Linked DNA regions of Mus musculus: region 1 is linked to region 2. A link is a contact called in public Hi-C data. All regions are on one chromosome and are shown on one strand. Each heading gives the region's core, a stretch centred on a gene start, on an enhancer-like site or on the middle of the called end of the contact. The rest is flanking DNA. Distances are from core to core; before and after follow the strand shown.

Evidence for each region. Hi-C and Micro-C count contacts between places; a contact is called where the count stands out from the background.
Region 1: a Hi-C map of embryonic stem cells shows a contact between it and region 2, with 1.9 times the contacts expected there. The contact joins two enhancer-like sites. A contact is called at or near these places in 3 of 484 Hi-C or Micro-C datasets (cortical neurons and embryonic stem cells) and 2 of 115 datasets of contacts at active chromatin or transcription factors (astrocytes and embryonic stem cells).

What each region holds. Positions count from the first base shown.
Region 1 is chr11:104,315,061-104,320,963 of GRCm38.p6, forward strand. It overlaps Mapt (microtubule-associated protein tau), which reads left to right. Exons shown (of 12, transcript NM_001038609.2): 9 at 3,097-3,189. Among named protein-coding and RNA genes, the nearest start is that of Mapt, 87 kb to the left of the region's middle. Within about 2 kb of position 4,536, at least 133 of the 459 cell types and tissues checked have an H3K27ac peak or open chromatin away from gene starts, as enhancers often do. A contact at or near this core is called in embryonic stem cells, where this site is marked.
Region 2 is chr11:103,976,212-103,981,715 of GRCm38.p6, forward strand. It overlaps Arf2 (ADP-ribosylation factor 2), which reads left to right. Exons shown (of 5, transcript NM_001304574.1): 4 at 5,483-5,504. Among named protein-coding and RNA genes, the nearest start is that of Arf2, 12 kb to the left of the region's middle. Within about 2 kb of position 4,205, at least 55 of the 459 cell types and tissues checked have an H3K27ac peak or open chromatin away from gene starts, as enhancers often do. A contact at or near this core is called in embryonic stem cells, where this site is marked.

The sequences.
Region 1 (5,903 bases), core at 3,286-5,785, 340 kb after region 2:
CTCAAATTAAAAAAACATTAAATTATAGAAATTCACCTGTAACCGAAAGAAAGCATTAAATAACAGGAGATGATAGTAAAGTAAGAGATGGAAAGACAAGCCAGGGGTGTGGCTCGGGGGCCCGAGACCCATCCTGACACTGTCACCAAAGCTGTAGCCCGGGATACTTGAGATTCTGTTTAGATAGATAGATGGATGGATAGATAGATAGATAGATAGATAGATAGATAGATAGATAGATAGATAGATAGATAGATAAAGGTGGCTTCCACCAGTAATCCCAGCACTCAGGAGGTAGAGGTAGGAGAGTCAGGCATTGAAGGTGGTGCAGACCTTTAATGCCAGAACTCAGGAGGCAGAGGCAGGCAGATTTCTGAGTTCAAGTCCAGGCTGGTCTACAAAGCAAATTCCAGAGCAGCCAGGGCTAAGTAGTGAGACCCTGTCTCATAAAAGAATAAAAATAAAAAAGAAAGAAATGTTGCCGGGTGTGGTGGCACACGCCTTTGATCCCATCACTCAGGAGGCAGAGGCAGGCGGATTTCTGAGTTCGAGGCCAGCCTGGTCTACAGAGTGAGTTCCAGAACAGCCAGGGCTATACAGAGAAACCCTGTCTCAAAAAACCAAAAAAAAAAAAAAAAGAAAGAAAGAAAGAAAGAAAGGAATTTCACTTCTTTCCTAACCAGTTTTCAGCTACTGTCCCCCTGGTTGACTAAGCAGATGAAGAGCTCCTCTGAAGTTTTCCAGGTCCACGCAGGACATAACCTGTGAGTCCCCCAGTCAAAGCTTGTAGAACCTGGAAGAGCCCTTGGGAGTGCCGGGGTTGTAGTACCACAGGTGACCACAAGATGGCAGAGGAGCGCTGTAGACAGCAGCCTGTGTTCTTGGCCCACTCACAGTTGTTGCTTTCTTCTCTGCAAGTGTATTGCGATTTTCTGAGTCGTCTTTTCCGCTAACTGGTGGTCTTTTTTCTCTCATCTCTGCCCATTTCTTTTTGTTTCTGTCTGCCTGTCCTTCTGCTTCACCACTGATTATACAGAGATTGAAATAGTTTTTAAAATATGTTAACATTTGTATGTGGGCGGGGGGGGGGAGTTGCATGTATTTTAAATGCAACATATTCACTGACACAGGAAAAAAAAGCCTTTTGTTTGTTTGTATTGTTTTGGTTTTTTGTTTTTGTTTTGTTTTTTTGTTTTTTTTTTTCAAGACAGGGTTTCTCTGTATAGCCCTGGCTGTCCTGAAACTCACTTTGTAGACCAGGCTGGCCTCAAACTCAGAAATCCACCTGCCTCTGCCTCCAAGTCCTGGGATTAAAGGCGTGCGCCACCACCACGCCCGGCTTGTTTTGTTTTTTAAAAGACAGGAGTTCATTTATTCCAAACTGGTCTCAAACTCACGTGGTTGACAATGGCCTTGAAGTTTCTGATATTCCTGCGTCCTCTCACCAAGCACTAAAACTACAGGTTTGCATCACCACACCCAGTTTTATACACTGTGAGGGCTTAAATCCAGGACCTTTTGCGTCCTGGGAAAGTCCTCTACTATCTGAGCTCCGTCCCCAGCTACTGCCACTGTTGAAAGGGTAGCTGTAATGGCACCTGACCTCCGGCACCTTATTGCCTTTTGCAGGTCGGCTAGACTGGATACAGGCAGGCTTTCTTGGACTCTAAGGAAAGGCTTTCTGGAACCCCAGCTGGCCACGTCAGGTTCATGTTCCAAATGAGGTGATGCCCGGCCTAGCCCAGTTAGTACCAGCAGTCTGGGAGCTCCTTGGGCTAGAGGCTTGGTGCCAGCAAGGGATTCCCTGAGAGTTCTGAGCCCAAACAGAGGTAGAACAAAGTCCACCTAGTGTTTGACATGGCTCTGGGAAGTGTAAACTAAAGTGGGTCCAGCCAGCTTCTCAGGACCACTCCCTGCCCACAAACACTTCCTCCTGAATCGAAGGCCCTCAGCTGAAAACATCCTCCATTCGCTCCAGGATGTTTCCAGTGTCCGGTCAGAGCCAAAGCCCAGCGCCGTGGACCGGGCCAGCTGCTTTTGCTGGGAACGGCATTGCAGGCTCCAGTTTCACAACGCCAGCCACCACCCTCTCCCCCTCTGAACCTCAGTGTTCCCGAGCGCTTTGGCTTAACATGACCACTAGCAGTAATTCAAGTCTGCTTTGTAAATATCTATCTAGTGCCAAACACCACAAAAGCTTGTTTCCTTTCCTGTGGGGTTAGAATAAGAAACACACACACACAGGGCGGGGTCTCTATGTATGTTTCAGACCGTGTGCGATTGCTTAATGTCCTCTGATTAATTTGTGTCTAGCAGTCATCTTCCTCCAAAAACCATTTTCTTTGTCAAATCATGAGTTATGTAATCAGTCACATTTCCTTTTTCCTCATTGGCTTCCGGGAAGCTCGGTGCTGAATATAATAGTGCCCTCTTCCTCTTATTTTATTGTTATTATTGTTGTTGTTATTATTGTTGTTATTATTTTGGGTTTTCAAGACAGGATTTCTGTAAATTCAAGGCTAGCCTGGTCTACTACTGAATTTCAGCATAGCTAGGGCTACATAGAGAGACCCCGCCTCAAAATAGCATTAAAAAAAAAAGTTAAAATTAACAGAGGATAGTCTAAAGTAACTAAGTATTGTATGTGCACGCCACTGTGTTCAGAAGGCAGAAGTGGGGTTTTATGACAAGTTCTTTACCCTCCCTGAGCCATCCCACCAGCTCAGCTCAAGACAATCTGGTTTGAAGCCTTTAGCCTTGCCACTCCCCAGCCTTGGACGCTCTTTGTGATAAGGTGCCTTGCACTGGTGTGTCTGTTTGGATTGTTGTTGATCTTTCTTCTCATCACTTGACCCAGGGGACTCCTTGTTTACAGTTGTCACTCCACCCAACCTAGTGACCTCCCAGCTCTGTCCTCCTGTTCCCAGCCATGTTCTCTTCCAGATTCCTTTTGTGACTTCCAGGGTGCCATCCCAGGCAGCTTCTGAGCCCCCTGAGGAGTCAGGGCTCAGACCTGGCTCTCCCCCCACAGCCCAACAGGTCAGGGGGCGATGCTCCGGTGTGGTTGTCTCTCACTCTTTTTTTTGGCTATCAAAGGTGCAGATAATTAATAAGAAGCTGGATCTTAGCAACGTCCAGTCCAAGTGTGGCTCGAAGGATAATATCAAACACGTCCCGGGTGGAGGCAGTGTGAGTACTGTCGCAGTCTCCATGAGGTGTGCTGCAGCCTTTGCTGTAACAAGTGTCATGAGTGTGTCCTTGTGAGACATTGCATAGAATAAATCATCTAGGGCTCAGGACCTCCTGTGTCCCCACAGTGTCTGCTGTCCCCAGACTCCCCTCCCTGTTCCATGGATGGCCCAGCAAAGTAGGGAGAGCAACCCGTTCCAGCTGGCCCTTCTCTGAGTAGCTGGGTCCCCATGGTACCATGTATGTGTTCCTAGAAGCCCCGTAGATATTGGAAATGGGGTTGAAGACAGTGCATCCATGATGTGGGCTGACACCTCTTCCCTCATCTCTGGGGCAGTCTCTGTTGGTTGGGGAGTGGGGAGTCCATATGATCCCACTAGACACTAGGACTTCCTGTTTCATGTCAAGGTCCAAAAGGCCCCTAGCCACTTCTCCATTTTTCATCTGGGTCTCCTTCATCTTTGAAGAGAGGAAAAGATTCCCAGTTCAATTTAGCACTCCCCTCCCCCCAGGACAGGGACTCTGGTTGCACAGAGCCTAACACCGAGGTGACAGGTGTCAGTTGCCTGCATTGTTTGCCAGAGAAGGGGTTTTAAATGTCTCCTCCTTTAAACACCACTGGGGACCCCCCCCCCCCCCCCCCCGCACATCCTCAGCGAGTCCCTGCAAAGAGATGTTCTTAGGTTCCCTCAATGGGCTTAGGGATTCCCTTTGTTCTCTTGGCTGGCCGGTGCCCAACAGGGCAGGATTTGTAAAGTGGCCCCAGGCTTCTCCCTGCCAGCTCCCCCTCCCCTGTTCTGGGTCAGTCCCAGAACGGACCTGGGCTCTCTGATTGAGCTGCAGGCTCCACCTCTCGAGCGTGCGTGCTGGAATGCAGGGGTGGGCTCTCTTTCCTGAAAGTGCCGAGCCCACAGGGTTTATTCTTGCAATGTGCTCCTGCCTCCGGCCCCGACACCTGCCCTGCCTTCTGCCTCTTGGACCGATGGCCCCAGAGCAGCAAGTGCTGGCCCTGTGGCTACTGCCTTCTCACGCTTACTCACCGTGTCTGCCTTTTCCTCTGTCCTCCACTCCCCGCTGGCCGATCCTGCCACCTCCCTTACTTGTTTTGCTTCCTAAGGAAAGGCGGGGCTGTTGGCTACACTGCGGTTACTGCCCTGCCTGCCGGTTGCCTTCTCAACGTATAGAAAGATATGGGTTGCGGGAAAGGGTGATCTTTAAGATCGCCGTCCTTGTCCCTGGGCTCTGTAATGTTGTTTATGATACGTTAGCTTCCCAGCCCAGGCTGCTGTGGTTAGGGAGGGAAGCCAGAAGTGTCTGGTTTTGCTCACGTCTGGTCTGTTGCTGGGTCTGAGCGCTCCAGCTCCCAAGGGCTGCAGAGGGCAGATGCTCCTGTAGGGGAAGTTGGGAAAAGGCAGCTCTCAGGGCAGCTCGGATCACATGCTGGTTGTCTGATGAGGCTGCAGTGCCTAGGGTATCAGGGAACTTTATAACTAAGGTGTACTGCAGTTTGCCAGCCTTTGAGCTAACCTGTGACCTTATATAGAATCACAAGATAGCCTGGCCTGTGGCCTGTGGCCACTGTTGACTACAGAATGGACCTGTGGAGAAAGCTTTCTTAGGGAGGGGGACTGGTGGCATTTGGGTTGTAGGATTCCAGGCTTCCCATCTAACTTGCTCCTGGCTCTCTCTAGGGTGGTGGGAACTGCAGCAGGGAAGCTGCTTCTCCATCTCCACCTCCTGGCTGGGCTGTGGCCTCCTCTCTCGGGCTGCTCTGTGGGATCTAGTACCCTAGTCAGCTGCTCCCCCATTCCTTTCTTCTCTGGCTATCCCAAGCTTCCAACATCTCCTGTCCCCCAACATACCCCCTGGTACTGACTCTCTAATGACTCTACCTGGGCTCTCCCATCATCACCTGCCCCAGAACTCCTACTGGCCTCTGGGTCTGTTTGCAGGAGGTCCTTGGGTTTATCTGCTCCTTACCCACCCTCCTCTGCAGGGGCAGGCTGACACCCTTATGACTTATGAGGCCATGGCCCTCCTCTTCCATCAGGTCTGTTAGCAGAACACACACACACACACACACACACCCCATAACACAAAACACCATCAGCCGTGAAAACGAGGGATTTATCCATTGAGACCTCCGTAGAAACCACTTTGCTTTATTGATTCTTGAACATGTGGCACCCCTCTCCCAGGACAGATGAGCCTCCTCACCCCTGGAATGACCATGGTCTGTATGGGAGACCCATGGGACTCTGCAAGTGGCAGCTAGTGACCAGCTAAGCTGTAAAACCACAGATCAGAGAGACAGGCTTCCAGGAGCCCCATCTGCCTGGGTGGTCTCCTTCAGAGTGTCCTGTCAGGAAAGCAACTGTCATTTTCCAGAGCACACATTACTGCTGGGCCACATGAAGGGCCCTTGGGCTGGCGGGTCCCCCCCACCCCCCTTCCCCAGTGTGTCCTGTCTGCTCACTCATGCTTGCTGAGACACTTACTGCAGCTGTGGTTTCTGCCGTGCGCCTGCCTTCTGTTGGTGTTGCTTCGCTCTTCTCAGTAGAGGCTGAAGTGTTCAGGAGACTATGTGTCCAGACACCAACTGGCTCTCCTTCTGGGTCATAGAGCTGGTCTGGGTCCTGTTTGCCGACTGGTAATCCAGGACCATGGGAGCTTCCTGGGTGAAGCAGACTCACCCTCACCAGCTTCTCCTGAGT
Region 2 (5,504 bases), core at 2,955-5,454:
TTTTTTTTTTTTTTAAATAGTTATTTATTTATTTAATGTATGTGAATCCACTGTTGCTGTCTTCAGACACACCAGAAGAGGGCACCGGATCCCATTACAGATAGTTGTGAGCCACCATGTGGTTGCTGGGAATTGAACTCAGGACCTCCGGAAGAGCAGTCAGTGCTCTTAACTGCTGAGCCATCTCTCCAGCCCTCACATAAACTACTTTTAAGCTTACAGGCTTAAATACATTCACAATGATATACATCAAAACTTTTGCCCATCGTCAAAAGCTGTATCACCTTGTACAACTGAAATCCAGCACACGTTTAAACAGTGACCCTCTCCCACCTTGAGCTCCTGGCAGCCACTGGGTTTTCATACTCTGATGCCTGTGTGCTCAGATGCTGTCAGCCCAATTTCCCTGGCTGCTTTTACCACGTGATCCTAGTGCATGTGGTAAAGATAGAAGGGCCGGGAGTCACAGAATAGTGTTTTCTTTAAATTGTGTTAAATGTAAGAGAGGGCCCTGCCTAATCCAAGCTGGCCTGGAACGCTGCTGTTTTTCCTTGTGTGTTAAGGGTTGAACCCAGGGCCGTATTCGTGCTAAGCCAGCAAGCACATGGAGCCGCTCCCCCAGCCCCTTCTCACTCTTCCTCTAGTTGTCTCCTGCAGTCCTTTTAAATAGCCATTTCCTGAAAGATATTCTATACAAAGAAGCCAGGAAAAATACTTGAGTCTCATTTTCAGAGAAACCACATCACTTCCACGGTGATTTTTACATTGTGATTTAGTGTATTGCAAATAGGATACATTTTTTAGTGCTCACTAGAGTTTGTATTTGTCGTGGAGTTGTTAGGCAGGTTGGCCACTTTACACCTTTTTATCTGTAATAAACTACAACAGCTTAGCAGCTGGGTTGAACAACAGCTGCTAAGAAACCTTAGGAAAGTTAAGTCATTTCTTCTGCCACCATTTCCTTATCTTAAGACGAGGATAAAGCCTACTTCCCAAATCCTGGGCTGAAATGAAATTAATCTTGTAAAGTTCTCAGTTGTGTGGCTGAGGCAGAAGCACTCAGAAATCCAGACAGACATTGTTCTCTGGCCACGTTTCTTTTCCACCCTATTCAGTTTTCACATTTAGGCATCAAGCTGAGGTGGGTTTTGTCTTCAATCTTCTATTTGTAACAAGCCTGATTTTGTAGGTTTCTGTAACTGTTGCTTTGATGGCAGAAAGTAGCTGTGTTCTGAGACTGAGGGGTGGTAGTTTGGGTTCTTTATGAAATAGCGAGTGGAAGCTGTGTGAACAGTGGACTGGCACTCTCTGGCTGGCCAGTGTCTCTCTCATCTGCAAGGAGTCTTGGATGCTGCCTCTGTATTGTTGTCAGGTTGTCTTTTAATTTAATTTTTTTTCATCAGTCTGTTGAGTATGACAGACCTTAATGAATGTCTGTAATTCTCCATTAAGACATTAAAAGCTGGGCCTGGTGCTACAGGCCTGAAGTACTCAGAATGCCAAGGGAGAATCACAAGTTCAAAGTCTGCCAGGGCTGCTGAATAAATTCAAGACCAGCCTCGTCAACTTTGCAAGATGTTTTTAAAAAAAAATTTTTTTTTTTTCTACCCCGAGGATGTAACTCAGAGCTCGGGGCTAGAATGCTTTGCCAGTGTGCTGGAGGTCAGCCCCATGCTGGCTTACCTGTTAGACTAGAATCTAGACTCTCTGATTTCCTAACTGATAACTCTAGAGTACATAAAATGGCTCTTTAGTTCTGACATGGATTTTTCTCTTTGATTTGTGGGCTCAGTTTTGGTGGGAGGGTGGCAGTTTGAAACAGGGTCTTTTTGTGTAGCTCTGGCTGTCCTGGAACTCTAAATCTGTAGACTAGGTTGGCCTTGAACTCAGGAATACACCTGCCTTTGCCTCCCAAGTGCTAGGACTAAGGCGTGCACCACCACCATCCATTTAATTACTGAGTGGCAGTTTATCTCTCAAAAGAAAAGAGAAGAGAAAGGGATACAAAGAGAACAGGTTTATTTCTCAGTTTACCTCCCCCACACAACCATATTTATTTCTTTTGTTTACACATACTTTTTTCTACAAGTGTAGCTAATATGATAAATATAATTGTTTATAATATAGTACATATATACATTATACATATGCATAATACAATATATCACAATATAATACATAAGATATATTCCATGATATAATACATATAAAATAATATAATATAATACATATATTTCCCTTACTTGCAGGGTGAGGGGCAAGGCTGAGATCAAACCTAGGCCCTTCCATATGCTAAGCAAGTGCTCTTCTTGATATGTAGGTGAGGCTTGCCTGGAATTCATGGTCCTCCAGCTATATATGGCTCCTCTACAAACTCCTCATGTATCAGTGTGCCTTTTCTCTTGTAAGTGTAGTCATTCTGATGGTGGTTTCCTAGATAAAGACCTGCATTAAAATAGTACAAAGTAGGACCTACTATAAAATTTAATTTATTATTTTTTTTCCAAGACAGAGTTTCTCTGTGTAGCCCTGGCTGTCCTGTACTCACTTTGTAGACCAGGCTGACCTCGAACTAACAGAGATCCACCTGCCTCTGTCTCTTGAGTGCTGAGATTAAAGGCATGTGTCACCACACACAGCTTCTATTTTATTTTTATTTTTTTAAAGATTTATGTATTTTTTTATTAGCATTGATGTTTTGGCTACTTATATGTCTGTATGAGGATGTCAGATCCCTTAAAACTAGAGTTACAGACAGTTGTGAGCCTCCATGTGGGTGCTGGGAATTGAACCCAGGTCCTATGGAAGAACAGCCGGTGCTCTTAACCATTGAGCCATTTCTCCAGCCCCCTATTTTATTCTTAAGGAAAAATATTTTATTTAAAATACTCTATTTTAAAGCACCTGGTTTGGCTCTTGATCTCAGAGGACCCCACCCATGGCCGCTTGGGTCTCATTCACACGAACAGCGTCACCTTTTTGGGAGTATACAGTAGAGGACATGGCGTTTTTCGTGTGTTAGCAAAGTGAGAACAGTCACTTGTGCTCTGTGGGTTTCGCATTGGCAGCTAAGGCTCTGCTTGAATTTCCACATCAGTGGTCTACTTAGTCAGAATTGGAATCCAGAACTTCAGGTAGCATACCAATCCTGTGTGGGTAGGGACTTGAATTTTCCCTTTTTAATCTGATGTGATATATCAGACACAGCCTTGACTTACATGAAAATTCTAAGCATGTCAGAAGCCTTGAGAGCTCTTGTCTGCTGGGTAGACTGCCTGGAGGGCCTGGGACACACAGAGGCACGGGCAGAGGACTAGGCCCAGTTTTCTCCCTTGGACAGTTGTGAAATCTCTGTCATCTGACCCTACTTCCTTCTCTACTAGAGTCTCTCCTCCTGCAGTCTCCCCATGAAAAGTGCCCTGAGCTGGGCACAAGCGCAGTTCTCTCAGCAGCTTACTGTATCTTCAGTCCCTCTGCCTCTGTCCTGTCCTGTGGACTTCCTGTGGGGTTTTTCTGCTGCCTTGTTTCCTCATGGAGCTCTTGAAGGTACCTTGACCCCGTCGATGGCCCTTCTAATATCTGCAGAGACCCATCAGTCTCTGACCAAGTGTTTTCTTCCAGGCAGTTTCCCCATTTGAATCACTTGACCTGGCGTCTGATAATCTGCTGACACTTTGAGACCTCCAGAGTGCCTACAATTTAAGAGTGTTAGGGTCCAGCCCTGTAGTATTCCCACCACGATCCGATTGAGGTCCAGAAGAATCTGCTTGTTTCCATTCACATCCCAGAAATAGAGTAGCTGTCACTACTGGTTGTTCAACCTAGGATCCAGGAAGTTCTTTGGATAACTGGGTCACATTTTTGTCTCAAAGGCCTTGCTTTTACCCAAACATCAACTTGTTATTGTTATTGTCATTGTGGAATACTGACTGAGTCGCTGCCCACCCCTGTAGATTCTTCCTGCTTTACTGCTTCCTCCACCAATAAGGCAAGTCTATACAGGTTTTAGCCCTTCCTTTAGTTGTAATGTGGTGCTTCCTTCAGCCTGCTCTGGCTTTTTGACCTCCTGAGATTTCTCTGCTGATACAGTGGAAGCTGCAAGGCTGACACCCACTACTCTGAGCTGGGCTGCCTTGCACAGTTTAGACTCTTATTTTGAAGGACACAATGACTTTTGTCCTCAGCTATAGCGGGGTGGGGTCCCCCAGCCACCCTTACTTCCTGCTGGGTGGTTATAATTCGGCAGCTTTCACTCCACTAGCTGGTTTACTAGCTTGTGAGGATGAAGCACAGACTCAGGATAGACTCTACTTGAAATCACAGTTTTATTACAGCAAAGGACATACATGCAGCAGTGAACAGGAAAGACCCTAGAGGGTGCCTGCCAGCCACAGCTTCTATTGTCCACTGTTCCAGAATTCAGGGAGCAACCCTTTTCTGCTAGCACATGAATGTGAGATAGTGAACAGTGCTGCCCCCAGGGAGGCCTGTGTGAGCTCCTCGAAGCATTGTTTTATTGGGACTTCATTATAGAGGCACATGGAGTGAATTGTTTGACCATGTGAGTTAAACCCCAGCCTCCCTCCTTCCCCAGAGGCAGTCTTATTAGTATAAACTAGCTGGTGGGCTCCCCACCATCAAAGACTCCCCTCCCATTGAAAGTTCTGTTGACAAAAGGACAACCAAAGTCTTTACTGTGGGTGTCCATAGACTCTTGACATCCTCACAAATGTGACCTAAAAATGTTGAGGGTTTTATAACTTTCAGGTGCCTTGGGTATGTATGGAAGGACAAACAATTTCCCTTTTTGTCTCATGGGGACAAACAGCTTTCATATGACTTGGAATGTCCAGTAGCATCCAGCACTGTTTGCCTGGGAGCTGCCACCTTGACTGTTCATTTTTGTGTTGCCTGTCTTTCCTTCAGGCTTCCTCCCTCAAGCCCTTCTACCTGCTTTCCTGGGACCACTTCCAAGGCAGCAGACCCACTCCTAGCCTTCAGGTCACTCTCTGTTTTAGGGATCATCCTTAAACACTGTCACTGTATACACCGTGTTCTTCCAAAATCCCTTTCCCCTCTGAGATGGAAATGTAGTGACTAATCACTAATCCTAACTTTTCTTTGTTCTTTCTGGTTAATCTGGTGAAGGGCTGTAATCCTTCTGAACAAGATAGGTGGGATGAGTGTACAGTAAGCTTCCTAGGTTGGAGATTATATAGACTTTCTAAAAAGAATGATGGGAAAAAAGAAAAGGAAAAAAAAAGGAAACAGAGTCTCACAATGTATTAATAGCTCAGCCTGACTTTGAACTTGTAGGTGATACTTCTGCCTCAGCCTCTGGAGTGTTGGGGTTATAAGCCTGCACCATCTTCTTGTTTTTGCCTCAGTGCAGCCTCACTGTGAGCAGGGAGCAGCTGTGTGGATATATAAAGAGCTGCTCTCTCCAGGGCCTTGTGCTAATATGCTTGGGATTTCTTTTCAGGTCTGATTTTCGTGGTTGACAG